Regions from separate parts of the Mus musculus genome. Here all the other regions are linked to region 1. Evidence: chromatin contacts called from public Hi-C, HiCAR-type and promoter capture Hi-C data. All regions are on one chromosome and are shown on one strand. Each heading gives the region's core, a stretch centred on a gene start, on an enhancer-like site or on the middle of the called end of the contact. The rest is flanking DNA. Distances are from core to core; before and after follow the strand shown.

Region 1 (6,947 bases), core at 260-2,759:
ATAAATAAAAACACTGACCACAAGCAACTTAGACAGGAAAGGACTTAATTCAGCTGATGTGTTTACAATCCATCACTCAGAAAAGCGAAAATGGGAACTCGGAGGCAGAGACCACAGAAATGCTGCTCACGGGTTTCTATAGCTCCATCACCCAGTGCAGGCTCACCTGCCCAGGAAGGTACACACCATAGCGCACTGGGCTGCCCTCCCACATAAATCAGCAATTAAGAAAATGCTCCAAAGACTTGTCCAAGGGTCAGTGTGGTGAAGGAAATTCCTCAACTTGAGAACTGAAGGTAACTGACAATAAGGGAAATTCTGTGTCTTCTTTGTGTGGCGCCTACACTTGAGCATACAGTGGAGGCCAGAGGACTTCCAGCATCCTACATTACTCCCTTGAGACAGCGTTTCTCACTTATACAACCAAGAGGCTAAGTTAGCAACCAGCCAGGCCCAACAATTTTTGTCTCTGTGCCCCACTGTGCTGGGGTTACAGTGCTCACACTTTTTATGTGGGTACTAGAGATTTGAAACTAGGTCCTCATTCTCAAACAGAAAGCTGTCTTTTACACTGGCCATGTCCTCAGCCCTAGAGCAATGATTTTTTAAATTAATTAATTTATGACTGGATTCCAGGTAAGAAGCAGAAAGACATAGCTTTTTTTTTTTTTTAAACCAGTACTTTGCAACTACTCATGTAATAACGGACCGAATCAATCATCAAGTGTAAAACGCTAACGGAAGAGAAAACTAGTTTGACCGAGTGTCATAGGGGCACTCTGGGAATTCCAACCCTAAGGACCTGAAATAAGAGGATCTCGAGTTCGAGGGCTGCCCAACTTACATAGCGATATCCTGAATCTGACTTTATTATTATTATTATTATTATTATTATTATTATTATTATTATTAATTTATTTTGGGAAAACTACAACTTGGAGATTAAATCTCTTCCTTCGGTAGCGATTTGCCTTCGCGGTTTAAGAACCCCCTACATGTCTTCCCCCTTGGCTCATCTAGTGCCTCGCTGCTTAAAGACTATGTGAGAGGTTTTGTGGGTGACAAGCCCCGCCTCGCAAGCAAAGCCGTACCTGGCCTGCTAAGCTGGGGTTACAGCCAAAGCATGGCCTAAGGAAGCCACGCTGCGGCCGGACAGGCACGAACACCGAGACCGCCCTCCCTCCCGCAAAATCAACCTTTCCTCTCTCCCCAACGGTTTTTTTTTTTTTTCCCCTCAATCTCCTTAGCCTCTTGACTCCATTCAAACACTTTCTGTGCTCCTCGTCTGAGTCGTGTTTCCTTTACCGGCATCAAAAACAAGAAGAACGAGAAGAAAAAGAGCTCAGAGGTTTTCCTTACCCGGCCTTGTCTGCAGACCCTGGTGGCCCCTTCCATTTCTCTTTCTCTTTGTCTTTCTTGGCTCCTGCTGCAGAGGTCGAATCATCCTCGAAAACGCTGAAAAGCTCATCCCCGAAAGCATCCGCCATCTTTCGGAACTCTGAGACCGAATCTCCCTCCTACCCAAGAGGCCCCGCGACCGTACCCTACAGTGACGCCGAATGGGGGGACTCGACGGTGGCCCGGAGGAGTCAAAAGTGAGCGAGCCTTGAGCCCCGCGTGACTTTTCTCCTTTCTAGTCTGGGTCCTGCCCCTTTTCTCTTCCAACCACTGCGAGTCCGGCAGTTCAATGACTAAAAACTTAGCGACCAGTGGCGCACGACAGCAGCCATGCCGCTCGCTCCCGGGAGCCGAGAGGCGGAGTCTGAGGACACGGGCCAATTGAGCCGGAGCCCCAGCCGCGGAGCCCGGATGGAGGAGGCTGGGTGGAGGCGTGGGAGCCGGCAAACGTGAAGAGCTCTCGGGCTTCTGCTGTGCCGCAGCGGGGATCTGGATCTGGAAGACTACTCTCCTGCAGCTGAAACATGGGCGGCAAAAATAAGAAACACAAGGCGCCGGGAGCTGCGGCGATGCGGGCCGCCGTGTCTGCTTCCAGAGCCAGAAGTGCAGAGGCCGGAGCTGTTGGGGAAGCCCAGAGCAAGAAGCCGGTGGCCAGGCCGGCGCCCGCCGTCCCCACCGGCGCCCGGGAGCCCCGAGTGAAGCAAGGTAAGCCCTGACCCAGTGCCCAGCCTTCTGCCCTCAGACCCTGCTTCTTGTCCAGCAAAGACTCACAACGTGAGCTGATGAGATCCAAACTTAGACATCTTCCACACCTGAGCAGTGGGTGGGGTGGCCTTGTAGATCGGTCTAAGGGCCTTTGGCCATTAAAGTTACAAAAGTAACTCTGTTACAGCGTGGCTTCGCCTTTCTAACTCACTCTTTTTTTTTTTTCTTTCTCCTTCTAAGAACGGAGTCATGGCATCTGCTGTTGTTCAGCAGGAATCCACTCTGAGCTGTCAGAACAGCCGCTCCGCTAGTTAAGAGAGTTGTTAAGGGAAGTGCTTCTGGCTTGATGCAGCTCCATGTTCTGTCAGATCTTAATGTCTTCTTCAGCATCTATCTACATAAATATCCTTGTATGTTCCAGAAAAGTCAGTGTTTCCTAAGAATAACCACACTTTACACATTGGACACTGGATTGACTTACAGTAAAATTCTATGCTTGTCAAATCCTTGCATTTTTTTGCTTACCCTGCAGATTGATTTGATAACTTGAAGGTGATTAGTTACGGCCACTCTTTCAGCTAGTTTCAAAAACATCAAAATTATATGTTGTTTTGTTCTGTTTGATCTGTTTGCTTGCAGTAATTTTTTTCTATAACAAAAAACTTGCAAGCATATGTGCTTATTGATACATAAATACCAAGCATCTGACTGGTGATAATAAGACCGAAAAAAATGGAAACCTTCGCTCCAGAGCAGCTTAGGAATCTAATTTACTAATCACACAGACAGTCGTGCTTTATAGTTGTTAAGCTTCAGAGAGAGAGAGAGCATGCCCATGAGTGTTTAGCAGGGTGTTTTGTTTCGGTTTTTTTCCCCCCAATGGTGAGGAGTCATGAAAAGTGATAGTTGAGCTGAAATTAGAAGCTGTCTAGAAGTTAATCCTGTAAAGCATGGTAGGAATAACATTCCCAAGATCTTGAGTTAAGAAAGAGCTTGGAGGGGGCTGGAGAGATGGCTCAGTGGTTAAGAGCGCTGACTGCTCTTCCAGAGGTCCTGAGTTCAATTCCCAGCAACCACATGGTGGCTCACAACCATCTGTAATGAGACCTGATGCCATCTTCTGTGGTGTATCTGAAGACAGCTACAGTGACAGCTACAGCGTACTCATATTAAAAAAAAAAAAAAAAAAAAGCTTGGAGCATTGTGTGTGTGTGTGTGTGTGTGTGTGTGTGTGTGTATGTGTGGTGGGGGATTTATGAGAAAATAAGCTAGTGGCATGGCGCACTTACTCCTAGAAAGTAATCCTCTATAAATGCAAATTATTAGACTTGTAGTTTCAGATATGACACATTTCTCCCTGAGAATTCTACAGCTGTCTCGCTGCAGACTAAGATCTTTTTCTTTTACTACTGACTTCTCACTGAAGTCTTTCAAGTTCCTGACAGTCATTTGTTGTAGTGTTTGTCTTCACTTTCCCTTTCCTTTCCCTTTCCTAAGATGTTAACTTTGAGATCTTAAATTCTTTGGTAAAGTTAAGGGGAAAGAATTAAATTAAAGTCAGAGATTTACTATTTAGCAACCTTTTAAGAAAAATTAAGATGGTACAATGAATACTAATCATTAAATTTCCCATTTGTTGTCTATTATATACAGGTCCAAAAATTTATAGTTTTAATTCTGCAAATGATTCCGGTGGCTCTGCAAATCTGGACAAATCTATTTTGAAAGTGAGTAAGCAAAGTTTTTGCTGCGTTTCAGGAAATATTCTCATTCAAGCAAAACACAGAAGCTGTCAGCGGTTAAGAGCAGTTGCTGCTCTCACAGAGGACCCCGGGTGTCTTTTAACACTTACATGAAGCAGCTCACAACTGCCTGTGACTCTAGTGTCAGTGGTCGGTCCCTTGCCTTCTGCTGGTCTCTGCAAGTACCCAGATGTATGTGACATACACACACACACACACACACACACACACACAGAGACATGAATAAGTGAATAAATCTCAATTAAAGTTATGTCTTTTCGAGTAAAAAGAAAATTAAAGGGTATTTAAATTTTTTTAGAGATAATACCCCAGCTACTAAATAGATATAAGTCAAAGGCATGTTGAGAACTTCTAAGAAGTTGAAAACAGTCTGGATAAAGCTTCCTTTGGTCCCTGTGATGTCCTTCATAATTTACAGTTCAATTTCTTGGTGCTGCTATTAGCCTTTCTGTGCTTCCTGAGAGCACTGTCACCGAATTATAGCTTCCTGTGTATACATCCTCCAACTCAGCTAAACTCCTCCAGTGTGTTTGTGGGTTTGCTCTACACCAGTTAGTTAAGTAACAAAGGGAAAGGATTGTTTTATCAGTAAAACACTTGTGTGCTTTTCAGTTAAAAATAGCTAAACAATAGAGAATAAATGGCTAGTTGAAAAAAATAGGAAACTAAGTGAGACCCAAAAGAGCTTGTGACCTGTGTCACTCGGTAGATGGTTGGGACTTCACCCTGGCGTGTCCTTTGTTAGTGTCCAGGCTGTGAGGCTGTTTGCTTAGGCTGCTTTCCCTGAGGCAGATCTCGTGGATCTGAACCTAAGGATCTTAACTGGACAAGGCAGGGCCTGGTACTCTCTACCCTGGCTACACAAGAGTGATCGCAGACATGGGCCTGGGGAGGCTTTTTTAAGATGGGTTTGTTCCCCCGCTTTATGTGCTGTCGCATGCCGTAGCAACGTGGCCAAATGCACAGTAATCCGGAAAAAGCCATAACCGTATCTCCTTTTAGTAAAAACCTGGGATAGGTTGGTTGGGAGGGATAGAAAAACTGTATGATTTGCACATTTGGTTTCTATAATTTAGCTTCTAATAAGCTTTCTCAACCTCAACAGGTGGTGATTAACAATAAACTAGAGCAAAGGATTATCGGAGTGATCAATGAGCATAAAAAGCAGAACAGCGACAGGGGAGCGATCTCTGGAAGACTGTCGGCTAAGAAGCTACAGGTGTTTCTCACCGCCACCTTTCATCCCGGGGCAGGGTCCCTGCGCCCAGTGCTACAATACCCGCTTTACTGGGCTATTGTTCCTACCGTCCGGTGGTGGGCACTAGATCTAGGATCTTGTGCATTTATTGGGGACAATTTAGAGGCAGCTGTAAATGTGGGATAAAAGTGAACTCTTTAAACCTTCCATTGGGATCCCATGTAGATGGTTTCTAACTGCAAGCACAAGGAGAAAATTGATCATGTGCACACACTGACATAAGGCATCCGCTGTGAGTTATACTCCCGAGCTACGTCACTGACTGCCTTTTTGTCACCCTCTGCCCTGCATTTTGTTTACATGCTCTGATGCGATAATCCCACACGATAAATGCAATTGATCTTTTCAACTGAAAGACTTGAGACTTGGGAAAATGGTAGATTAAAGTATAAAGTTAGTAAGTATCAAAATAAGCAGAATCTGGATTTGAAACCAGTTCTGCTCAGCTTTTTAAATATCATGCTATAGAAGTACATTTAAATGTTTTATACAGAGAGATGTTCGCTAAAACATTAAAGAAGAAAATTCTAAACATTCACATATAGAAAAATGTGTACTTAAATTATGATATATCTACCCAAAGATATACTGTATAACTATTAAAAGTGTACACACACACACATATATGTGTGTGTGTGATATGTATGTATATATGTATGTGTGTGTGTGTGATATGTATGTATATATGTATGTGTGTATATATAGGTATATGTCTATACCTATATATACACACACAAACACACAAATATTGGGGGGATGGGGTCAAGATAGGGTTCCTCTGTTTTAACCTTGGCTGTCCTGGAACTCAGTCTATAGACCAGACCTCTAATTTGCAGAGATCCACCTGTGTTGGGGTAAAAGGCAGGTATGACACCACCACCTGGTAACTATTAAAATTATTAAGGAAAAGTTCATTTCTACTAATACTAAGTAGACATAGATCAAACATGTTGAGATTTTTGTGAGATATTAAAGAAAGATTGAAAAATAAATAAATAGATAGATAAATAAAATTAAAAAACAAAACAAAACAAAAAAAACCTCTTTAAGCCAGGCGGTGGTGATGCACCCCTTTAATCTCAGCACTGGGGAGGCAGAGGCAGGCGGATCACTGAGTTTGACGCCAACCTTGTCTACTTAGCACGTTCCAGGATGACCAGAGCTACATAATAGATCCTGTCTCAAAAAAAAAAAAAAAATTTAGGAAAAAATAAATGTATGGTTCCCAAAATCTTTATATAATGAGCACATTTAAATTTTAACTACAAGGTGGGTTCCCCCACTTTCCCAGCCTTCCCTTTCTCGTTCTTTCTCTTTCTCCCTCGTTTTGGGGGTGCTAGGGATTGAGCCCAGAGTCTTTAGCAGGTTACAGAAAATACTCCCCAGCACCCCACAAAAACTGTTTTGAAATTACACTGTTCCCATTTCTGATTTAAAATGAGTGAGAAAATGAGATTAGGAGTTTGCAAAAGGATCAGACAAGCCAACGTAACTTCTGTTTCTCCTTGGTAGGATTTATACATGGCTTTACAAGCGTTTTCCTTTAAGACTAAGGATATTGAAGATGCCATGACCAATACACTCTTGCATGGAGGTGACCTTCATTCTGCCTTGGACTGGCTCTGCTTAAATCTTTCCGATGGTAAGCAGTGTTGTCATTAATTACTTCCCTTTCTAAGACAGGCTCTGTCTCCTGGATTTTTGGTTAAAAATTATGGCTGCCTTTGCATAAACAGTAACTCCGCAGAAGGCAGTGGCTGCAAACCTTGGTAAGGACCTAAAGCTCAGAAAGCTTTCGTAATGTCTGGTAGAGGCCACTACAA
Region 2 (7,412 bases), core at 2,884-5,383, 1.1 Mb before region 1:
TATGTTTTGAATATTGCATATATGTTAGCAATCAAACCCAAGGCCTTGCTCATGCTAGGGTCTGTCTGTCTACCTCCTCCTGGCTTTACCAGTTCCCTTGACATTTTTCAGCAACTGTAACTTTTCACTAAAGATACAGAAAGGCCAGGGCCAAGGAAGACGGCCAGTCTAAAGGATGCATGTGACACCCGTGATACAAACAAATCATCCTACGTTGAAAAGTGCAGGCACGGGGTCAGCAGTGCCCGCCATGGACCAAGACCTTCCCATTCACGCTTTCCCACTTCCTTTAACACAGCTTTCCCCTCAGCTCAGGGAAGCGCCCCGAGTGCAGAATGCAGAGGCAATACTAACTGCATTTTGGAACATCCCTCAGATTTCCTCAGAATAATCCATTCTCCCTGACGACTTCTTCCTTTGGAATTGGCCAGCAGGGTCAAGGACAGGGTAGCAGACTCCTCCTAGGCAAACTGTAGCCTCTCTCTCTCTCTCTCTCTCTCTCTCTCTCTCTCTCCCCCTTCCTCTGCACATTTTGCAAGCTTCAGGCCCACACGTCAGTGACCATTTCCACAACATGCAACACTTGGAGAGGAACAGAAGCATCAATCAATGGGGCTCCTTCCTGTTTGCCTATCTCACAAAATGGAGTCATTATAGTGTATTGGAAATCACATATTAAGGAATGTTGGTTAACCAGTCACTCTTGCCAAGATCAGATATGAAGAGAAAACAAAAGCTGGCAACCACTCTAGCTCTGATATTTCTCTTCCAGAATCCTATTTAATAAGGTTAATCTTTTAAAAATACAGTAGTTTCCTTACCCAGTTTAAAACAAAACCTGGAGAGAAACCCTAAGTCCCAGAGCTCAGGAATTCACTCAGGGCTAACTTCCGGGGCTACATCTATGATGTTAGAGAATCACCAACTCACAGTTTGAAAGGACTTATTTTTAGGTTTATTATTAATGTTTTTATGCCTTCCCTCTAGCAAATGATCAGTGAGTGGTATTTTTAGCTTAACAGCTTCTAAAAGGAAGTGAAACTGAGGCCCGAGCAGCAGAGGTGGCTTATGAAATATCGCTAGTTTTAAACGAGGCTAACACTAACAGGCCCAGCATAGCTTGCTCTTTCACGGGGCAGCAAAGTGATTGATAGTTTGGTTGAAACTACAAAAATAGGACAGAGTAATTATATCTGCCAACCTCACAACAGCCTGTTCAATGCAGAGCAGCACTGTAATTTTTCTTCAAAGACAGTCACTAGGAAGGAAAAGCCCCCTATTCTGTGGCATAAGGGAAAAAAAAAAATCCCAAACCCTTGGGCGCCACTTACAGGACAAACTTTCACTGGCTTGAGTTATTTTACTGAAGGAGAGAGGGCAGACATACATGCAATCTTTGACTTTAATGAATTTCCCATAGCTTATCTTTTTATAAATGTGTATTTTCTAAACATTCAATTTCTACATCCAACGTTTAGAAACTGGATTAAAAAAAACAAAAAACAAACAAACAAAAAAAAAAAACAAAAGAAAAATACGTTAGGTCTTTAGACATGCAGAGGGGTCTTTGGCTCTCTACTACTACTGAAAACAAACCGAAAATATCAGCATTAGATCTTCCTCTTCAAAGCATGAACGTGCGCTACTTGAAAAGGGAACCACATTGTTCAACTGAGATTCTACATGCCGTATAATCATTTCCCCGAGATTTTAAATGAGAAAATAATAAAACATCACAACAGGAAACCCAAAACACAACAACATTTCTGGATAACCCCTTCTTCATGATATAAGTTTTAGACCCGCAGATTTGAAATGAATTTCAAACCAGTTACAAAAACTGGAGGCGGGGTGTGTGTGTGTGTGGGGGGGGGGGGTGTTAGTATTATTTCAAAAGGATTGACAATCGATATTTTACAGCAAATGAAACTATCACATATAACATTTGAGGTGCACCAACAGAATTCTAGCTAGCAGTATTTATTTTAAAGACAGCTTTTACAATTATAAGCCACTGCTTAAAGAGATAAAGAGAGAGAGAGAAGAATGCGCAAAAATCAAGCAGATTACTCAGGTATTCAATTCTACCTGCCCTCACCTTGGTCCTCTGATTTCTAGAGGCAACACTAAAGTTCTATATGTCATTTTTGCAGTTGCTGCTCATGGTATATTCATAGGTGGTTATATTGACTTTATAAATGCTTAAGTGTGGCCAACTGTATTATCATATAGAAAAAAAAATCAGGTCTCACAGGACTAGATAAAATTAATTCCTCAAAGTTTGAGTTACTGTTTTTTCTTTCATCTGTAGTTGATCTGTAGTAAGAGTTGCCACCTAAGAATTATTCTGGTTAGTTTTAATCTAATCTGCACAGAAACAGGAAACCCTAGAGGAAGATACGTGTACAAGTGCACACAGGGCACACACACAGAAAAGCTGCATCGGGGCTGCTTACTGCCTACCTTCCTCCCAATCCTGCCACAGCCAGGGGTCAACACACTTTTTACTACTGGGCTTGGGGGTTGGGAGGAGGGAAAACGACCTCCAAGTAATAAACGGACCGTGATTTTAAACAATCCAGAGCACAAAAGGGGGTCAAATTACTTAGATAACTAACCGAAACCAAGGATTCCTACTGTCAGATTCGACACACAATAAAACACTCTCCACCCACAGTAAACGTCAAGAAATTCTACGGGGGGCCACAGGGTGACGATGACGAAAACATATCCAGCAACTTCACACATCCATCAAGATTTTATGCTTTTGTGTATTTTCATCAGATTTTTTTTTTAAGTATCATATACTTAAAAGAATTTCCTCTAACAGAAAACTTTCCAGTAGCCAAAACAGGGCGAGGCCAAAGAGCCGTTGGTGTAAACTATCTTACGCACATCCTACTTCTGGTGCACCGGAAGACCCCTGCGAGCAAAGCGGCAGCCCCGCACCGTCCCTGTCCCCGCCACGCAGCGGGGCTGCGGGGCGCAGTCCCCACAGCTTTGAAGCTGAATGGCTGACACATCCGGTCCTGGATCCCACAGCATTCCGCCAAAAGCTAACTTCAAAGCCGGATTCAAACTCCCAGCACCGGGCGCTCTAGCCCCCGAGGTGCGGGAGGAATTCCCAAGGACACGCAGCGAGGGCAGCCACGGAGTCCCCGCAGACCCGGCCGCCCCGCGAGCCCGCAGCGTCCGCCTGCGTCGCTTTGACAGGCGCCCCCCCCCCCCGCAGTCCCCGGAATCCCCCGGCCGCCCGGGGCGCGCCGCCGGAGCCCGGCCCGGTACCTGCCCGCGGGCGCGCGTCCCCGTGGGGCCGAGGGGCTCTAGGCTGTCACAGCGCGCAGACCCACCGCCGTCACCTTCGCGCTCCGAGCCCCCCAAACTCACTTCGCGCCGCGGGGGCTCTCAGGACCCGGCCCGGGGAGCCCCGCACCTTCGCGGCTTCCACGCCTGTCACATGTCCGCAAACAATAACAAACTCTCCCGCACGTTCCCGTCCCGTCCCCACGCCGTCCCGGGCGCCGCCCGACCTTCAGGGCTCGGGGACGCGGGCTCCCCCCCCACCCCCAACGAGCGGAGCCCCGGGAGCAGCGCGCCCCGCTCGCTTCATTCATTGCCCGCCCGGCCCCGGCCCGCCGCTCACCCGGAGGGGGCCGCTGCAGAGGGCGGCTCGGCCCCCGCGGGGCTCCGGGCGCCGCTGTCCCGCGCGGCCGCCAGCTCGGCAGAGTGGGAGCCGCAGCGACTCGCCGCTCCCGGGGGTGGCGGTCCCGCCGCGGGCTGGAAGCGACTCGCTCCTGCAGCCGCGTCCGCGGGCTCCGGCGACGGGGAAGTAGATGGGCAGGGCGGCGAGGCGGCGGCGAGGAAGAGCGGCTGCTCCGGCAGCTGGTCCAGCTCCACACTCCGCACTTTGCGCAGCTGCCGCCGCCGCCAGTCCGCGCGCTCGCGGCCCGCGCTGCCAGGCTCCCGCAGCAGCCCCGCCGCGCCCGCTGCGGGCGCGCCGCTTCCCTGGAGAGCTCCTCCTCCTCCGCCGCCGCCGCCCGCCTCGGGACTCGCCGCCGCGGCGCCCGGGAATCCCGACGACGAGGCGCGATCGCCCGCCGCCGCCGCCATTTTCTCTCGCGGGCTACATTCGCTCGTGCCTGCGGGGGAGGGAGGGGGCGGGGAGAGCGCGGGGGGCGGGCGGAGCGGCGGGCGGGTGGGCGGGCGCGCGCTGCTGCCGAGGGCGCGGGCGCGGGCGCGAGCGGGGCCGCGCCTCCCGGCCGGGGCCCGGGAGCGCGGAGCGGCGGGCGGGCGCGCGGCGCAGGTGGGAGGGCAGGGGCAATGCGGGGAACCGGGCGCCGGGCGTTGTGCGCTGCAACCAGGCCGCCGCCAGGTAGTGCGAGACCGGGCGGGGCAGCGGCTCGGCGGGAGCTCGCCCACCCTTGAGCAAGCAGTAATCCGAGCGTGAGTCCCTGGTTCTGGAAGGGGACGCAAGCCGGAGGACTCACGGTCTGTCACTTCACGCGTTTAGTAGCGGTTGCTGGGGGGGCCCCCGCGCGCACCGGCCCGGCCCGCGCCCGAAGCGCAGGTGGCGCCCCGGGACTGTCGCCTGCCGCAGACGGGCGGACGCGAAGCCTTCTCTTAGGAAAGCAGACCTCTTGTCCCGCCCTCGTGTCACAAATAACACTACTTAAGATTTCTTGCGCTACCTTGTGCACCTCTGAAGCTGCTGGTTTGGGACACCCTCCCCCCCACTCCCCCGGCTACGCAGAGGGACCAACCCGGGTACTCTGCCAGAGGTTACTCCCCCGTCTTGGAAAGGCAGGCTCCAACCGAAAGCGGGAGAGCACGTCTGGGGAAGGAGCCAGCGCTATGCCAGGAAGCGCTGGATCATGCCATCTTCTACCAGGTCTCTCCCCACCCCCAACAGATGCTCCCAGCTGCACGTCCCTCTTCCTGGCAGTCAGGTGACAGGCCGGTTCCCGGGTCCCCCACCTCCCTCCCGCCGCCGCTCCCTGGTTGCCCTGTGCGGCGTCCCTCGCCTTTCTCCTGCCCCAGAGTCTAGAAAATGTGCTGGAGATAGAAAAGCAGTATACGTATATGGGATTTCCCCCCTTCGACCCTTTTTCAACGGGATAAAGCTGCCTTGTCGTCCCTATCTCACCCGCCTCTGCCACTTTTTTTTCCCCTAGCCACTTTGTCTAGAATAGACAATCTCTCAGAACCCAGGATTTCTAGATTTATTTTGTGAAACATTAAGACATGAGGCGTGGGGGGAGGGGTAAGAAGGGTTTTCATCTTACAGAGAAAGGAAAGATCTCTCCAGCATTTAGACAAAAGCCTGAACTAGCTCAAAATAATTCATTTAACCTCTCCAAAGTAGATCAAATGAAGCCCTCCTTAGGTGTGTAATGTCAGCCAGAGAGCAAGGTGAGGCAAAAGGGATTTTTAAAAAGGGATCCTGACTTCAGCTTGAGCTCGGTGTTATACTTACTGCTATAACATCTGGCACGCTACAGTTCTCAATGGTTACATTAAAAGGTACACGTTTTGAAAGTTTAGATTAGTCTGTTCAAGATTTAGGTCTACATTTAGGCTATAATTATATGCTCTTTTAATGGTAGACAAGCATAACATCCAAACCAAACAGTAGTTATTTCCCAGGTCTTCCTAGATTGCCACACCCACCAAATCCTAAATTGAAAAGGATTAGCTTTTCTGGTTTCTACTGAGATCTAAAATAAACTTTAAATTGGCGCACTCGTACTTAGGTACCTGTGAGAAAAGCCACTGCGGACCCTCAGCCTTTGTTTCCATCTTTGGACCAGGTTTGGAAGTTTGGCCTGAATAGCAAAGTAAAAAAGAAAAAGAAAAAGAAAAAGAAAAAAGAAAAAAGAAAAAAGGAACTCCGGCAAAAGGTGACTTTTGTCTCTTTATTTGTACAGTGTTTGAACTGTTTGAAGATGAGGGTGGGCATCAAATGAAGCACAAATTGACTAACTGCAGTTCTCTGGCCTCCATAGGCCACATCAGTCTATGAAGACTATGAAGACTAAGTGCTATCTCTCCCCAGTAGTTTCTCCTGATTTGAATCCCATTCCCTTTCATCTTTTATGGACATAGTCTGCTGTCATTATGCACCTATACCTGGACACACGTTTTTCTTTCAGAGATAAGTAATAAAAGGACCAGATTGGCTAAGGAAGTCTGCTCTCTATGTTAATATAACGTCTCCTTTGAATGCAGTTACCTGGGTAGGTCCCTCCCCAACTTTGTGAGCCATAAGTATGATTAAGTGTGGCCCTCCTCACCACACACCCAACCCAACCCCACGCCACCTTGATCTTTGGAGCTGTTTGAATACTGTGATGTATTTCTGCGGAAGCACGTGTCAGATGGCAGACTGCTATAGGCTCTCCATTGCCTTAATTTGATTCCGTTTCCCCTCTTTTCTCCACAGCTATGATTTTCATCTTCGCTCAGACTTAAACATAGCCGTGATTTCCAGTACACACTTGCAGTTTCAGGAGCTTTTTACCAGAAAGTACTTTTACCAGAGCTTTCCAGGTCACGGCTCCCACAGAGGGCTGCCGGGAATGGCCTAAGTCACACTTGAGCTGCTACACCAAGTTCATTTGGAGGATAAACACAGGGCATTTCCTCATTGGGCAAAAATATCACGATGTTAAAATGAAAAAGCCGTATGTGCTGGCAGGGTATTTCAGCTTATAAGGCATTCCGTTCGCAGCTACTGAGCAATTCCTTTGCACACACAAGATGTTTTATTCCTCTCAAATTGTTTAAATAATTTTAATATTTGTTATTAATTAATAACGGTTATTAATTATTAATATCAGTATATAATGAATATTCTTAATAATTATCTTAACCACATTGACTACTTTAACGGAATAGAATGCTTTCACCTGCAAATACTTTTACCAGTGGGTATTTTATTGGGCTGGCTGACATATTTTCAGACCCATGGGTATTAAATTTAATAAATTTCCCGCCTAACATGGTGGCGCATGCCTTTAGTCCCAGCGCTCCAGAGGCATAGGCAAGTGGATCTCTGGTTATTAGATTAATACAGTATGAGTATGAGTGAAAATTGGAAGTTTTTCCAACGAGAACTGAACTAAGGCTTCAAAGGATGAAAGAGGACAAGACATGGAAAGTGTTCTCTGTCAGATCAGGCATGGCTATGATCATTAAATAAGGTGAGGAAGAGGGTGTCCCTCTTTAGACAATTAGACAAATTTACTTTGAAAGTATCTATGTTTGCTAGCTTGGGTGACAATGCCACTTTCAGGCAGGGTCAGTGAGAAGGACACATGGAAGTATAAGTGGAAGTCCTACATGCAAAGAAACAAGGCCCTATCACCAAATCCCAACCCCAACCCTGCATTTTTGATTCCGGTTCTCCTCTTTTC
Region 3 (6,445 bases), core at 2,651-5,150, 1.5 Mb before region 1:
GGGCATATAAAGTTTGCGTGTCCAATGGGCCTCTCTTTTCAGTGATGGCCGAGTAGGCCATCTTTTGATACATATGCAGCTAGAGTCAAGAGCTCCGCGGTACTGGTTAGTTCATGATGTTGTTCCACCTATAGGGTTGCAGATCCCTTTAGCTCACAGGGTTTCCTCTATGTATCCCTGGCTGTCCTGAACTGGCTTTGTAGACCAGGCTGGCCTCAAACTCACAGAGAACTGCTTGTCTCTACCCACAAAGTACTGGGATTCAAAGTGTTGACTATCACCACCTGGCAAAAACAGGTTTACCATAAATGTAGATGATTCTATAGACTAGATGCAAAGGAAGTACCTTCCTAGGCCCCTCCTTCCTGTTGTAAACCTCCAAAGACCTCAGGAAGCAAGACAAACCAGTGCCTGTTTCAGTTTTACTGTTTGCTAAGTCACTAGTCATATACTTGTCTCCTACCTAACATCCCAAAACAGTAGAATATATGTTTATTTGCTTGCAAAAAAAAGATACAATGCAAGACTTTTCAAAGTCTCCTGAAAAATTGCCAGTGCAGTAAAATACAAATAAGAAACAAAACTGTAAAAAGACACAAAAAGTTAGTATTCAAAAATGATTGCCTATATAAAAAATTCAAGATGGGGCTGGTGAGATGGCTCAGTGGGTAAGAGCACCCGACTGCTCTTCCGAAAGCCCGAAGTTCAAATCCCAGCAACCACATGGTGGCTTACAACCATCCGTAATGAGATCTGACTCCCTCTTCTGGAGTATCTGAGGATAGCTACAGTGTACTTACATACTTACATGTAATAAATAAATTTTTAAAAAAATCTTTAAAAAAAAAAAATTCAAGATGGACTAGGGCATAGGGTTACTAGTGGTAGAGCACTTGCATTTGATAGGCCCTGGATTCAATATCCAGTCACAATAAAGAAGAAAAAACAATACCAACACCAGCAATACCCACAAAGTATGGATTAAGCAAGAATGCTAGATAGAAGACTAACATGAGATACATTATTACTACTAAAACCTTAAAAAAAAAAAAAAAAAACTTGGGCTGTAGGGGTGGCTCAGTGGTTAAGAGCATCAACTGCTCTTCCGAAGGTCCTGAGTTCTAATCCCAGCAACCACATGGTGGCTCACAACCATCCATAATGAGATCTGACTCCCTCTTCTGGAGTGTCTGAAGATATCTACAGTGTACTTACATATAATAAATAAATAAATCTTTAAAAGAAAAACTACTTAAAATACACTAAGGTACTATATCTAGAGAGATTTGTAAAGAATGAAAAATAATTTAACTTAAAACACACTAAAAGGGCTGGAGAGATGGCTCAGTGGTTAAGAGCACTGACTGCTCTTCCGAAGGTCCTGAATTCAAATCCCAGCAACCACATGGTGGCTCACAATCACCCATGATGAGATTTGATGCCCTCTTCTGGAGTGTCTGAAGACAGCTACAGTGTATTTATATATAAATAAATAAATCTTTTTTTTTAAAGACACTAAAGAAAACTCCAACCCATAGTAAGTAACTCAGAAAAAATACAACACATAAACAGATAAGTCACAGAAACATAAGCCTAGTATTCCCAACAAGGTAGGAAGTAGATTGTGAAGAAGTAAATAGTAAGGACATGTTGAATATATAAGTATGCTCTATTTCCAAAAGTAATACAAATGAGGCAAAATGTTTAGGATATGACCTTGTAGGTGATTGTATGCTTAAATATTTCATTAAAACCTCTGTATAGTATTTTTCATGACATTAAAACAGGACTGGGTATGACATTACTTTCTTAGCATGTACAGGATCATGGCCTCAAACTCCAGAACCACCCCACCAAAAGGACAATTTTTTCTCCTTTGAGACAGACTTAGCCCTGGATGTCCAGGAACTTGCTCTGTAGACCAGGCTGTCCTGGAACTGCCTTACAAGAAATAGGATTAAAGGCATGCTCAACCACAGCCTGGCCAAAAAAAGGGGTGGGGGGCAGTCTTAAATGAGTAAAATGAGTTATCTACAGGAACTTATGAGGTTCTAATACTTTAGGGGAAATTATCTCTCTTCTCCCAACCCGTAGCCCTACTTGCAAATGAGTCTCTATAGAACATTAGACCTCAACATTGAAAAATTGTCTTTCAGCACTCCAAGAACTGTTTTCTAAAACAGACCATATTGTAGGACACAATGCAACTCTTAAAGACTAAAGAACAAATAAGTCATTAATGAAAAAGAATTTTTTAATTCCTAGAATTAGGAACTGGGAATACAGCTCAGTGGGTAGAGTGCTTATCACCAGACTTGATCCCTAGAATGCCAAAAATGGACACAGTAAAGCACACTTTAACTCCCAGCACACAGGAAGTGGAGAGAAGAAGGCCAGAAAAAAAGTAAAAGTCATCTCTCAGCTAGACTTTGAGGCTAGCTAGACTGTTTCCAAATACAAAAATGGTTTCCTCTATTTTCTCTGAACACTACTGTACCTCAATAAAAATTATATAAACACACAAAAAAAGTTACATAGTACATTATATCCCACAAAGATACTTCAATTAACTAAACTACCAGTCTGAATTTTGGGATTCCCTTATCCTACTAAAATGCAATTAAAAGGTATTTCAATACAAGCCTACTTAGACACACAGTTAAGTGTTAAAATAGTCTTACTATAACCACTGCATTTTAACTGTGGTCATGAAAGAACAAATAACCAGGCTGACCCAGTGTAATGAACTATAGGAAAAGGTTAAGACAGGAAGACTGTAAATTTGAAGTCAGCTTTAGATGCAAACCAAGCTGGGCTACTAAGTACATTTGAAGCCACTCAAAGATACACAAAGATCTTGTATTTTAAAGTAAATAAAATTTCAAAGTGGTAATGATACTCTTGATAGCCATATAATACTAAAAATATGCAGTTTTTCACTCTAGTAGAATTTCATCATAATGTGTTTTGTTTTAAATTTTCTACAGCCAACATGCCTTTTGCCCTCCTTTCTTGCTTTCTTCTTCCAATGCAGGAGACTGAACCTACGGCCCTTGAGCACACTATACAAAGGGCCAGCCAGCAAGGTACAACTCTAGTTCATCTACCCTTTTAACAATGCACTCCTGGGATCTTCTTTTTCTAACAGTTCCTACTATGAAAGTTAGTAACCTGTTCATGGGATTGCTTATCTCTTCTATATTAAAGGTAACAGATGAGGTGGGGTCCCTCACTGACCTGGAACTCACCAATTAGGCTTGGCTGACTCAGGAGTTCCCAGGGACCCGGCTACTTGTCTCATTCTCCCCACAGGGCTGGAATTAAAAAGGTACAGACCGGATTTTCCAAGATGAAAATCAGGTTGTCATACTCCACAGCAAGCCTTTTTACCTAGAGCATCTCCCCAGCTCAAAATGCTTTGGTTTATATTATTGTTTAACATGGTCTCATCATATATCCCAAGCTGGCCTGGAGCAGAATTTGGTATACAGACCATACAGACCTCAAACTCAAGAGATTTACCTGCCTCTACCTCCTAACTGCTGAAATTAAAAGGTAAATGCCACTACACCTTACTGAAAGGTTACTTTTACTGCAGGCCAGATACAGGTGGGCTAAATGGATGAAGGTGCTTGCTTCTGTGGACACCAGGTATATGCATGGTACACAAACATACTTGCAGACTCATGTATACTCATACATATAAGATAAAATTTGGGAAAAAATATTAACACTCAGAAAGAATTTAAAGCAACTGCTTACAGAGAACAACCATGAAAGTATGTACTAGTAAAAAGGAAACTGAAACTTGTTTTAATTAGATCTATATGCAAAAACACTATGTAAACTGACCTAAGGCACAGGCATAATCAGGCACATGTAGTTTATATTCTGACCACATGATGGAGCTAAAATACTACATATCTCAGGCACAAAGCCACCGTTTTAACATCACCCTTAATCCATCTAATCTGTACATCATTCCAAACAAAAACTGAGGGCTATCATTATACTGAACTAAAGAACATGATAGTAATGTTTGTTCCACTTACTCAAGATTAAAAACAGAGACATGATACAAACAAAACTGAAAATCCCAGTAGAGAAACAAGCAGTTAATGACAAACAGTAATCTAAGATTATTGATAAGATGATATTTAAAAAAAAAAACCCTTGTAATTAAAGCTTACAGGCTTGTAAGGTTGTAATTAAAAAAATTCACTAGAGTGAAGAACGAGGTCACAAGCAGAGGCAGCCAAAGATACAGAGACCTTGTCTCAAACACAAATAAAAAAACCCCAAAGGGGGGGGGGGGGGGGGGGCACAAGAACAATATATGCTTATCAACACTAAAAGCAAAAGCTTGTATTTTGTCCTTTTTAAGGCAGTAGTTTAACTTGTGGGGAAGTGGCCATCATGACCCCTTTGGCAAAACTCCAAAACTATCTACATACTCATAAAAGCAAAATTTTAGTTATGAAGTAGCAACAAAAATAATTTCATGGTTCGGGGTCACCATACATTAAAGGATTGCAGGCATTAGGAAGGTTGAGAACCACTGCTTTAGTGCAAAAGAAAAAAATCTCAGATGCTCACTACCTAAGACTTCAGTTTGACAGGCTCCAGGTTGATGACTACTCTTGCTTGGTTAGAAAAATCTGGAACTAAACTTGGGTGTCCAGAACCTATTAGAAGCTCAGCTACTAGAGAGCTGAAACAGAAGACTCATACAAGTTCAATACCTGGCTGAACTACACAAAATGTTTGAAACTAAGCTGGGCAACTTGATGAGATTCTGTCCCCAAAAATGAAAAGCAGTGGGCACTATCACAAATATGTAATCTCAGAATTTTGAAGTTTGAGGAAGACGGTTTAAAGGTCAAAGGTCATATCCCATCACACAGATTCAGAGGTCAATATGGGCTACATAAAATCCTATCTTTTAAAAAAGCTTAAATAAACAAATAGTAAAGAGTGCTAGCGCAGCAACGGAGTGTTTGGTGCTTGTCAGGCATGGTTAGACCTCAAGTTTGGAATGGGGAGTTAACTACACTCAACTTAAACAGAATCAAAATCTATCATCATAAATGACTCTACAGATTAGTGATGCTCCCCATTCTAGAAAAGCACTAAGAGTTTACTGCACTGTAACAATTTTCTGCCCTTACCCTGTGTTATTAATGTTTAAATAATAAGACGTACAAACTTTAATGGCAATTTTACTTTTCAAATAGCTTTTGGCGATATGTTTTATGTTAGTCATAAGACTTTTACAAACAGAATAAGCCTTATATTACCTCACACAAAATGGCACAAAAAGAGAAGGGTAATCAAGAAACCCATGTGTACAAATTCCAATAGGCCTTGGGTGTGGGTTGCCTATAAAGTGGATAAGGGTTCTGAGAAAAGATTGTATTTTAACTGTGCACTGGGAAATAAGCACAAAAACAGTTAAAATTATTCTAGTTTGGATGTGGTGGAACACACCTATAATCAACCCCAGCACTTGGGAAGCAAAGACAGCAGGATTAAAAAAAAAAAAAAATGCTTGAGACCTTGGGTTAAGAAATGATTTTTCAGGGGCTGGAGAGATGGCTCAGTGGTTAAGAGCACAGACTGCTCTTACAGAGGTCCAGAATTCAAATCCCAGCAAGCACATGGTGGCTTACAACCATCTGATGCCCTCTTCTAGAGTGTCTTAAGACAGCTACAGTGTACTTACATATAATAAACCTTTAAAATAAGAAAAAAAATTATTTTTCTCCTAATCCCTAGCCCGTGGTGGCACATCTTAAATTCCAGCACTTAAGGCAGAGGATGCAGAGGCAGAGGCAGATGGATCTCTTGGAGGCCAGTTTGGTCTACACAGAGTTCCAGGACAGCCAAGGCTATACAGAGAAACTTGCTTGGAAAAAAAACAAATAAGGTCAGGCATAGTGACACTAGCCTTTAATCCCAGCAGTAGTGAGGCAGAGGCAGAGACAAGAGGCAGGTGAATCTGTGTGTCTGAGTGTTAGCCTGGTCTACATAGTGAGTTCCAGGACAGCCAGGAAAAATCTTGTCTTTAAAAAAAAAAAAAAGAGGATGGGGCTGGGCACAGTGATGTGAGCCTTTAATCCCAGCACTCTGGGAGGGCAGAGGCAGGCAGATTTCTGAATTCGAGGTCAGCCTGGTCTCCAAAGTGAGTTCCAGGGCAGCCAGGGCTATACAAAGAAACCCTGTCTCAAAAAAAAAAAAAAAAAAGATGGGGAGGAAATGAAATTTTAAAAATAAATGACTCTCCAGTAAGTTCTCTTTCCTAACAATTTCAAGTCTTTTTATTAATAGTCTTACAGTCTACAAAATGAAATTTTCATCATTTTTCTCTAATTCCAAAATGAATCCTATGTCAAAAACAGAGAATAACAAGTCTAGATTCTAGTCCAGTATTACACTAATTATGTAA
Region 4 (6,900 bases), core at 3,213-5,712, 1.2 Mb before region 1:
CCCCAGGCCAGAATTTATGGATTTATGTTGGAAGGTCATGGGATGACCATGATATACTTATCCGTGCCTTTTATTTGTTTTTTGTTTTTTTTTTAAGTATAGAATAGAGTTTATTAAGGGCATGGGGGGAGTTAAGAGGGTAATAGAGGCAGAGAGAGAGCGTGAGAGTGAGAGAGAGAGAAAGAGAGAGAGAAAGAGAGAGAGAGCAGTAGAGGCCGGCCATGAACACATGGAGAGAGGGGCACTGAGGGACAAGAAGACAGAGCAAGAGAGCAAGAAGCTTCGGGTGTTTGGGTTGGGTTGGTTTGGTTTGGTTTGGTTTGGTTTTTTTTTCAAGGCACAGTTTGTCTGTGTAGCCCTGGCTGTCCTGGAACTCTCTGTAGACCAGGCTGGCCTCGAACTCAGAAATTCACCTGCTTCTGTCTCCCAAGTGCTGGAATTAAAGGCGTGGGCCACCACTGCCTGGCACTTTGGTTGTTTTTGTTTTTTTCTTTTTTTGGTTTTTCGAGATAGGGTTTCTCTGTGTAGCCTTGGCTGTCCTGGAACTCACTTTGTAGACCAGGCTGGCCTCACACTCAGAAATCTGCCTGCCTCTGCCTCCTGAGTGCTGGGATTAAAGGAGTGTGCCACCATGCCAGGCTGGTTGGTTTTTTTGAGACTGAGTTTTGCCACATTACTTGGGCTTTGGACTCCTGGGGTCAAGATCGTTTTTGCTGAGACAAGTATATACACAGCACCTAGTCTTTTTTGTTTTCTTAGTTGACAAACTTAAAAAACCAAACAAGAAACGTCACATAAATTTGCTTCTTAGCTGCTCCTGGGATTTACTTAACTTCTGGCTCCACCTTTTCACGGGTCAAGAGCCAGTTGGTTGAGGCTTTGCTGCCATTCTGCCGGGCAGCATAGACCACGTCTGCATTTGCTGTCTCTGGCTTTTGTCTACACCAGTCAGCCTCACTCCTTTGTTGGTTATGCTTGACTGATAGGCACTTTTAATTGGAGGCATAAAGTTTGGGCAGCTCATTATTTTCCCTTGGGTCAGAGGGTGTCTCTAGACAGCTAAATATTGATATTGCATTATTGTAACGCTACCACAAACCATTTTCAGAGTAGTTTCGTGATGAAAACTCCACAAAACAGGTCACAAAACTGGCTAGTGCTTTTGAAGCCCTGGCAAAGGAAGAGGGTATTTCCCGAAATTACTATTTGGGGGTGGGGGTGGGGTGGGGTTGAGACAGGGTTTCTCTGTATAGCCCTGGCTGTCCTGGAACTCACTCTGTAGACCAGGCTGGCCTTGAACTCAGAAATCTGCCTGCCTCTGTCTCCCGAGTGCTGGGATTAAAGGCGTGCGCCACCACGCCCGGCTCCCGAAATTACTATTAATGTATGGCCCGGGCAAGACATTTAAAGTATGCTGACAATCTGTTCTGCTGAAGAATTTCCATGTATCTTCTCAAAGATGACAAGGATCAAATAACCAGTTTTACTTACTGTTGGTGTTGAAATGTGTGGAGCCGCAGCATTTCCAGTGCACCTGTCATGCTCTATGCTCTCCTGCAGCATCTGTATTCCCCATCTTCTCTATGGTGTCAGCCTCCTGGTCCAGTTAATTTCATTGGTTCGCCCTTTCTCTGTTTTTACATTTATGTTTTTCTAAAGATGACTGGAAGTCTTCGTACATTGTGATTCATACAGGGTACTGTTATTTAGTTTATTTAGTTTTAAGTTCCCTTGTTCTCACTCCATCTGTCACCTATACGAATTACTTTACCCATAGTCGTTGGGGAACATGGACTTTCATGGTGGTCCTATATATAGTGTCTGACCTGCAGGCACGTCTGTGTCATAGACACCCGTGTAGGACCGTCTATATAATGGCACCTGTTGTTCAGTGACAAAGTACTGTAAAGCAGCAATGACACAAACACTTATTTCAAGTCAGGGGAAGGAAAGGACATTTTATCCCAACCAACACTTGGAAGTCTTGTTAAAAAGAATGAAAGATCCATCTATGTAGCTTTATTGAATAGGGGTGGTGAAGGTGGGGTAGCAAACGTCTTTCTCTAGTGATGAACAGTGGGAAAGCTGTTTGCTTTATCTGCTAATTTGAGCTGCTGGCTCGTGTCCTGGCTTGTGTGTGCTTTGTCTCAGCTGGTCTACCTGAGAACCCCCCTCCCCCAAATGAACCCCTAGTCCCCAGTGTGACTCCATTTCTACTCCAACAAGATGAAAGGAAAGATCGTGAACCAGAAAAAAACTGTAGGTCCAATTGTGCATTGGTGGGAAAGGAGCCACTGACAGATGATTTAAAAAAAAAAAAATGCAGTTCTCCTTAAAGAAGTTAGGGGTGAACAGTTTCTCTGGTATTGAAGAGGTGAACGTGTTTATAAAGAGGGCTCCATTTTAACAACCCTAAAGTTCAGGCATCCCTGGCAGCAAAGGCCTCCACCGTTCTAGGCCATGCTGAGACAAAGCAGCTGCAGCCTACACCAGCTTGGTGCAGGCTGTGATAAAGGAGACCGGCTGGAGCTCTGCCCAAACTGTGGATGGAAAAGCACCTCTTGCTACTGGAGAGTATGATAATGACTTTCCAGACTCGTGGAGAGTTTGATGAGGTTTCTAAGAACCAGGCAAACAGACACTTGCAGAAGTTGCAGCTGCTGCTATTTCTATCATGACTGCTTTCTGAAATTTTGTTATTTTGCTCATGGATTTGATAAAATTGAGACCTCTAATATTTAAGCCCAGGCTCCCTGGTTACCTTTTCAAGTTTTGCTTATATACAATACAATTCGTCAAAGCTGTCAAAATGTCAAGAGAACCTGAAGAAACCTTACTACTCTGTTCATGGAGAACTGCAAGGCCATATATTTCTCAGAATTGGCCAGGAGAATCTAAGGCCACACTTGTGAGGATGTGATAAATTTGTAGGATGAAACTTTTTTTTTTTTATGATGTAAATAAGGGGCAGGCTGTTGGCTACCTGGCTGGAGCCGAGCTGCTGAGCAGTGCTTTCTGGCTTTATCAGAGGGTGTGGGTGCGCACTGCCCCTCACTAACCCTGGTCACTCTGCTCCATTTCAAGCCACAGGGTTTTTTGTTTTGTTTTGTTTTTTAACTTTTACAACTTTGAACGCCTCGTTGAAGATGGTAGGGACAACATGTGCCAAGCCTGTTTTTGAGTTATTTGATTGGACAAAAGTTTGTGATATCATTCACAGTAGGGGAAGTGTAATTTTCCATGTCTTTTGGATGTTTTGAAGTTGAGTGACTTTTTTCTTCTGTAAAATTTCCACGAATAAATAACTTTTACCCGTGTTTTTAGGTTGATTTTTTTTTTTTTTTTGCCTTGGTAATCCTCTTTAAAAGTAACCGTTGCTTCTTCCCATAACCCATCTCCATCCTCATCCAGTGAGGGAATTGGAGACCCTAGGCTCAAACCTGAACAGTGTAATTAAGGTTTAAAGTTATGAAAAGTTTTAGCATCTTAAAAATGCTTAAATTTATGAAGCTACAGTGCAAACCTCATTTTGCCATTAATATTTATTACAAGCTCCTGGCAGGCATCTGGGAGGAGAGCTCTGGTCTTCACGGACACTCTAAGCCCCTGTAAGGTCTTAGCACACCTTCCTGTTTGTATATTATCTTCTCATGGATCTGTTTTCATACACAGGATTATTTCTTGAAGCCTATGCAGAAACAGATACATCTGCTAAGTCTCTCTCTCTCTTCCATGTATCCACTTATCCAGGAGACCACATTTATTGTATGTATAATCTCAAACAATGTTGTTTTTATTTACCCCCGAGGTAGGTGTGAGAGGCAGTTTTTGCAATTTGGTTCAGGGTCTTTGACACTCTGCTTTTTAAAAGGTTTATCAAGTGTATATCTTCGGGTCATCTTCTAGACTATTTGTGATTAATAACTCCTAGAACTGGTCTTTAAAAAAAAAAAAGTGTACAGGCTATGAATGTCGCGCAAGCACGCTCATCATGTCTGGCTCCGTCTGTCAGTCTTTCTGCCTTCTGAATTGCCATCATCTTCCAGAGCCTGTCTGGCAAATGTCTACTTCCACAGTTCACTCCAAGCCACTGAACGCCGATGCGCATTCCATTCCTGCAGGTGCCTAGCCGTCCTGCTTCCTGTCCGGGTCTCTCTCCTCTTTTGCCCATCAGCGGCTCGCTCACTTGCCATCGCGTACTCTTCTCACTTCGGGAAAGTCCGTCGAGTCCTCCTCCGAGTCTCCCGCCACCCTCCTTCCTCCCCCGCCCCGGGCTCGCCCTCCCTCCCTCCCTCCCTCCCTCCGGCCCCCCCACCGCACCCACCGGCCGGTCCCCGCGCTCGCCCGCAGTTCAGCTGGAACTTTACTCCAGCCGGGGCAGAGCGCCGTGGGCGCGCGGGGCGGGCGCGTGCAGGAGCGGCGGCCGCGGGAGCGCCGGACGGCGTGGGTGTGCGAGCGGGCCGGGGGCGTCGCGGGCCGGCCTGCCCTATAAGGGGCCGAGCCGCCTCTGCCTCCGGGCGGGTGCCTGGCGGGCCGCGGCGGCGGCAGCGGCGGCGGCGGCTGCGATTGGCTCAGGCGCCCCATCCGGGGACTGGGCTCGGCGCTGCTCGTTCGCCCTAAAGGTACCAATATGGCGGAGGTGAGCGGAGAAACCGGGCAGCGGCGGCCGTGCTGGAGCGGGAGCCGGGCGGCCCTCCGAAGCCCCGCAGCCGGCCCGAGAGCCACGGCTCCTCCCGCGGGTCCTCGGAAGGCGGCGCGGCGGCGACGGGGGATGGGGGGCGCGGGGCGGCGGCGAGGCGCGGCGAGGCTGCCGGAGGGGCGGGAGCGGGCGCGGGAGCGGTCTCCCTTCGGGACTAGGCCGCGGCGGCTCCGACCCCGGCCGGGCCGGGCGGCGGGGCCGGGCGGCGGAGGGCGGCGGCGGCGAGCCTCGGGCCGGGGTAGCCTCCGGGCCGTGGCCGGGGCGGCTGACGCGGGCCGCCGTTCGCTCGGCGCCTCCTCCCGGGATCGGGGTGGGTGGAGAGCGGCCGATCCTCGGTCGGCGGCTGGAATGCAGCGCGGAGAGCGGGCTGCGCCACTGCCCCGCCGGAGTGAGCCGACCCGGCCCTCGGCAATCCGGCCGCCCGCCGCCTCTCCTGACCGGGGGCTCCGAGGCCAGCGGGAGCGGAGCGGGACTCTCTACCCCGAAGCCTGCGAGGTGCGGCGTCCCCGGGCGCAGAGACCGACCCACACCTCGACGCCCTCGCCCGCCGAGCGGCCCGAGAGTCTCTTTACCCCGGGCCGGACTTGGGGGGGGGGGCACCGGGCGACCCGGGCTGCCGGGCACCGGGCTCCCCTGGGACGGGCAAGCTGGGGGAGGGGGCGGCGTGATGGGAGCACCGGGGCTGGGCAGGAGCGAGCTGTGTGTGCTAGGGCCGAGCTGGCGGGCCGGGGACCGACCGCTCCCCCGGGGGAGGACCCGGCTGGTCCCAGACTCAGTGGTCGCGGCTCCTCCGACCTCAGCGGCTGGTGGGTGGGGGTGGGGAGGTGGGGGCGGGAGGGTGCTCCCGCGTTGGGTTGGGGACCAGTGTCAGGGTCGAGCTGGCCTACGCTTGGGGCAGTCGACAAACCCTGGAGTTGGGGCGCCCGCGCACTCCAAGGGCAGGCTGTGTGTGTGTGTCTCAGAGGGTGAGACCCTCCTAGGGGACGGGGTTGCGTTTCGAGGAGTTGCTCTAGGGCCAGCGGAGAGCTGGGTGAGCTGCTGTAGTCGGGGGACTCGTGAGATGCCCGGGATGAAGGATTGATGCTGCGAGCCGGGTAAGCTCTGGCTTCGGCTTCCCGGCTTTGTAACTTGCCGAGCTCTAAACGGTGTCTCGGAGTTGCCCGTTTCAACTCCAGCCCTCGTCCGGAGTCTGCGAGTTTGTACACTGGGGACTTGGGGAGGAAGGCGAGGCAGCCAAGAGGGGGCCCGAAAGGGGCCGGGAGCGATTGGAGCGAAGCTACGTCTTGCACTTTTTGGCAGCTGCCTGGGAGCGCTCGGCTCCGCCCCCTCTGCGCCCTGTTGCCTGCGCTGCCTCCTTTTCCTTGCTACAGGATTCAACCTCACAGTTTTCTTTTCTCTCTCTCACTCTCCCAGGCTTCCTTTGGAAGTTCGAGCCCAGGTTTGTTCAATTTTCTTACCTCTTCCGGGGGTCGGGGGTCGGGGGGGTTGTCCCAGAGGGAGATAGGATTGGCTGGTAAAAGGATTCTCTGTACAACCACAGAAATGTACCCTGCTATATTTTTTCATCATTTGGATCTTAAAGAATTCCAATGTAGTTTTACGTTGTTAGAGAGGAGGGAATAGTTGTGCTCAGTGCACGGTGGAAAAAGTACCCCAGAAACCTTATTACAAAGTCTTTTATTCTCACATAACTTTTTTTATTGTTTGACTCTAAGCTGGAAATAATGAATCCCAAATCAACCTTCTACAAATTAACAGCTTGTTTTATTTTTATTTATTAAAAATAAATTGTCCTTTTAACTTGTCAGAACTTGGGGCAACTTGGATTATTAGCTTTTAACTCCATTTTTCTTTACTATGGCTCTCAAGTGTCTGTTATATTTAAACTGAAAATTGGGTTAGGTAAAGCTACCTTAATAATAAAGGAAAAAAGCAATGTGTGTCTTCCTGGTTTTGCACAGAGACGTATTAATATGGTTAGCTTACCTAGTACAGAAGCCAGAAAATATATTGAGGATCCAATAAAAGGAGTCCACGGAATCTGCGCGGGTGTGCCTACATGGGAGGGAGGTTGTAGTCTTTCTCTCTCTCTCCTTATCTGCTAAACTGTTTTAGGTTCTCAAACTTTCTCTAGCTGCCTTGTCCCACTTGTTCCAGAAAAGTGCCTCTGGAATTCTCCAACCCCTTTATTGTACTTGGAG

Evidence for each region. A called contact is a pair of places that touch in the nucleus more often than the background predicts. HiCAR-type assays count read pairs that join an accessible place to other places. Capture Hi-C pulls out chosen DNA fragments and counts their contacts.
Region 2: a HiCAR-type map of astrocytes shows a contact between it and region 1, with 2.1 times the contacts expected there. The contact joins the promoter of Map3k1 here to the promoter of Mtrex in region 1. A contact is called at or near these places in 2 of 39 promoter capture datasets (hippocampal neurons and pre-B cells), 1 of 484 Hi-C or Micro-C datasets (CD4 T cells) and 3 of 115 datasets of contacts at active chromatin or transcription factors (astrocytes, embryonic stem cells and microglia).
Region 3: a contact with region 1 is called in a Hi-C map of B cells, with 8 read pairs. The contact joins the enhancer-like site here to the promoter of Mtrex in region 1. A contact is called at or near these places in 2 of 39 promoter capture datasets (the C10 cell line and pre-B cells), 2 of 484 Hi-C or Micro-C datasets (B cells and CD4 T cells), 1 of 115 datasets of contacts at active chromatin or transcription factors (large pre-B cells) and 1 of 9 other capture datasets (liver).
Region 4: a contact with region 1 is called in a promoter capture Hi-C map of liver, with 2.2 times the contacts expected there. The contact joins the promoter of Mier3 here to the promoter of Mtrex in region 1. A contact is called at or near these places in 4 of 39 promoter capture datasets (the C10 cell line, hippocampal neurons, liver and 1 more), 1 of 115 datasets of contacts at active chromatin or transcription factors (astrocytes) and 2 of 9 other capture datasets (adipose tissue and liver).

What each region holds. Positions count from the first base shown.
Region 1 is chr13:112,925,871-112,932,817 of GRCm38.p6, forward strand. It overlaps Mtrex (Mtr4 exosome RNA helicase), which reads right to left and starts at 1,510. Exons shown (of 27, transcript NM_028151.2): 1 at 1,360-1,510. The coding sequence starts at 1,487. It overlaps Dhx29 (DEAH (Asp-Glu-Ala-His) box polypeptide 29), which reads left to right and starts at 1,810. Exons shown (of 27, transcript NM_172594.3): 1 at 1,810-2,103; 2 at 3,757-3,830; 3 at 4,972-5,085; 4 at 6,637-6,766. The coding sequence starts at 1,923.
Region 2 is chr13:111,804,860-111,812,271 of GRCm38.p6, forward strand. It overlaps Map3k1 (mitogen-activated protein kinase kinase kinase 1), which reads right to left and starts at 4,134. Exons shown (of 20, transcript NM_011945.3): 1 at 3,644-4,134. The coding sequence starts at 4,110. Gm15327 (a long non-coding RNA gene) reads left to right here and starts at 4,279. Exons shown (of 3, transcript XR_382912.2): 1 at 4,279-4,888; 2 at 5,808-5,897; 3 at 6,003-6,184.
Region 3 is chr13:111,457,676-111,464,120 of GRCm38.p6, forward strand. All of the region lies in intron 3 of Gpbp1 (GC-rich promoter binding protein 1), which reads right to left. Among named protein-coding and RNA genes, the nearest start is that of Gpbp1, 29 kb to the right of the region's middle. Within about 2 kb of position 3,901, at least 8 of the 459 cell types and tissues checked have an H3K27ac peak or open chromatin away from gene starts, as enhancers often do. A contact at or near this core is called in B cells, where this site is marked.
Region 4 is chr13:111,681,716-111,688,615 of GRCm38.p6, forward strand. Mier3 (MIER family member 3) reads left to right here and starts at 4,463. Exons shown (of 13, transcript NM_172593.3): 1 at 4,463-4,639; 2 at 6,113-6,137. The coding sequence starts at 4,631.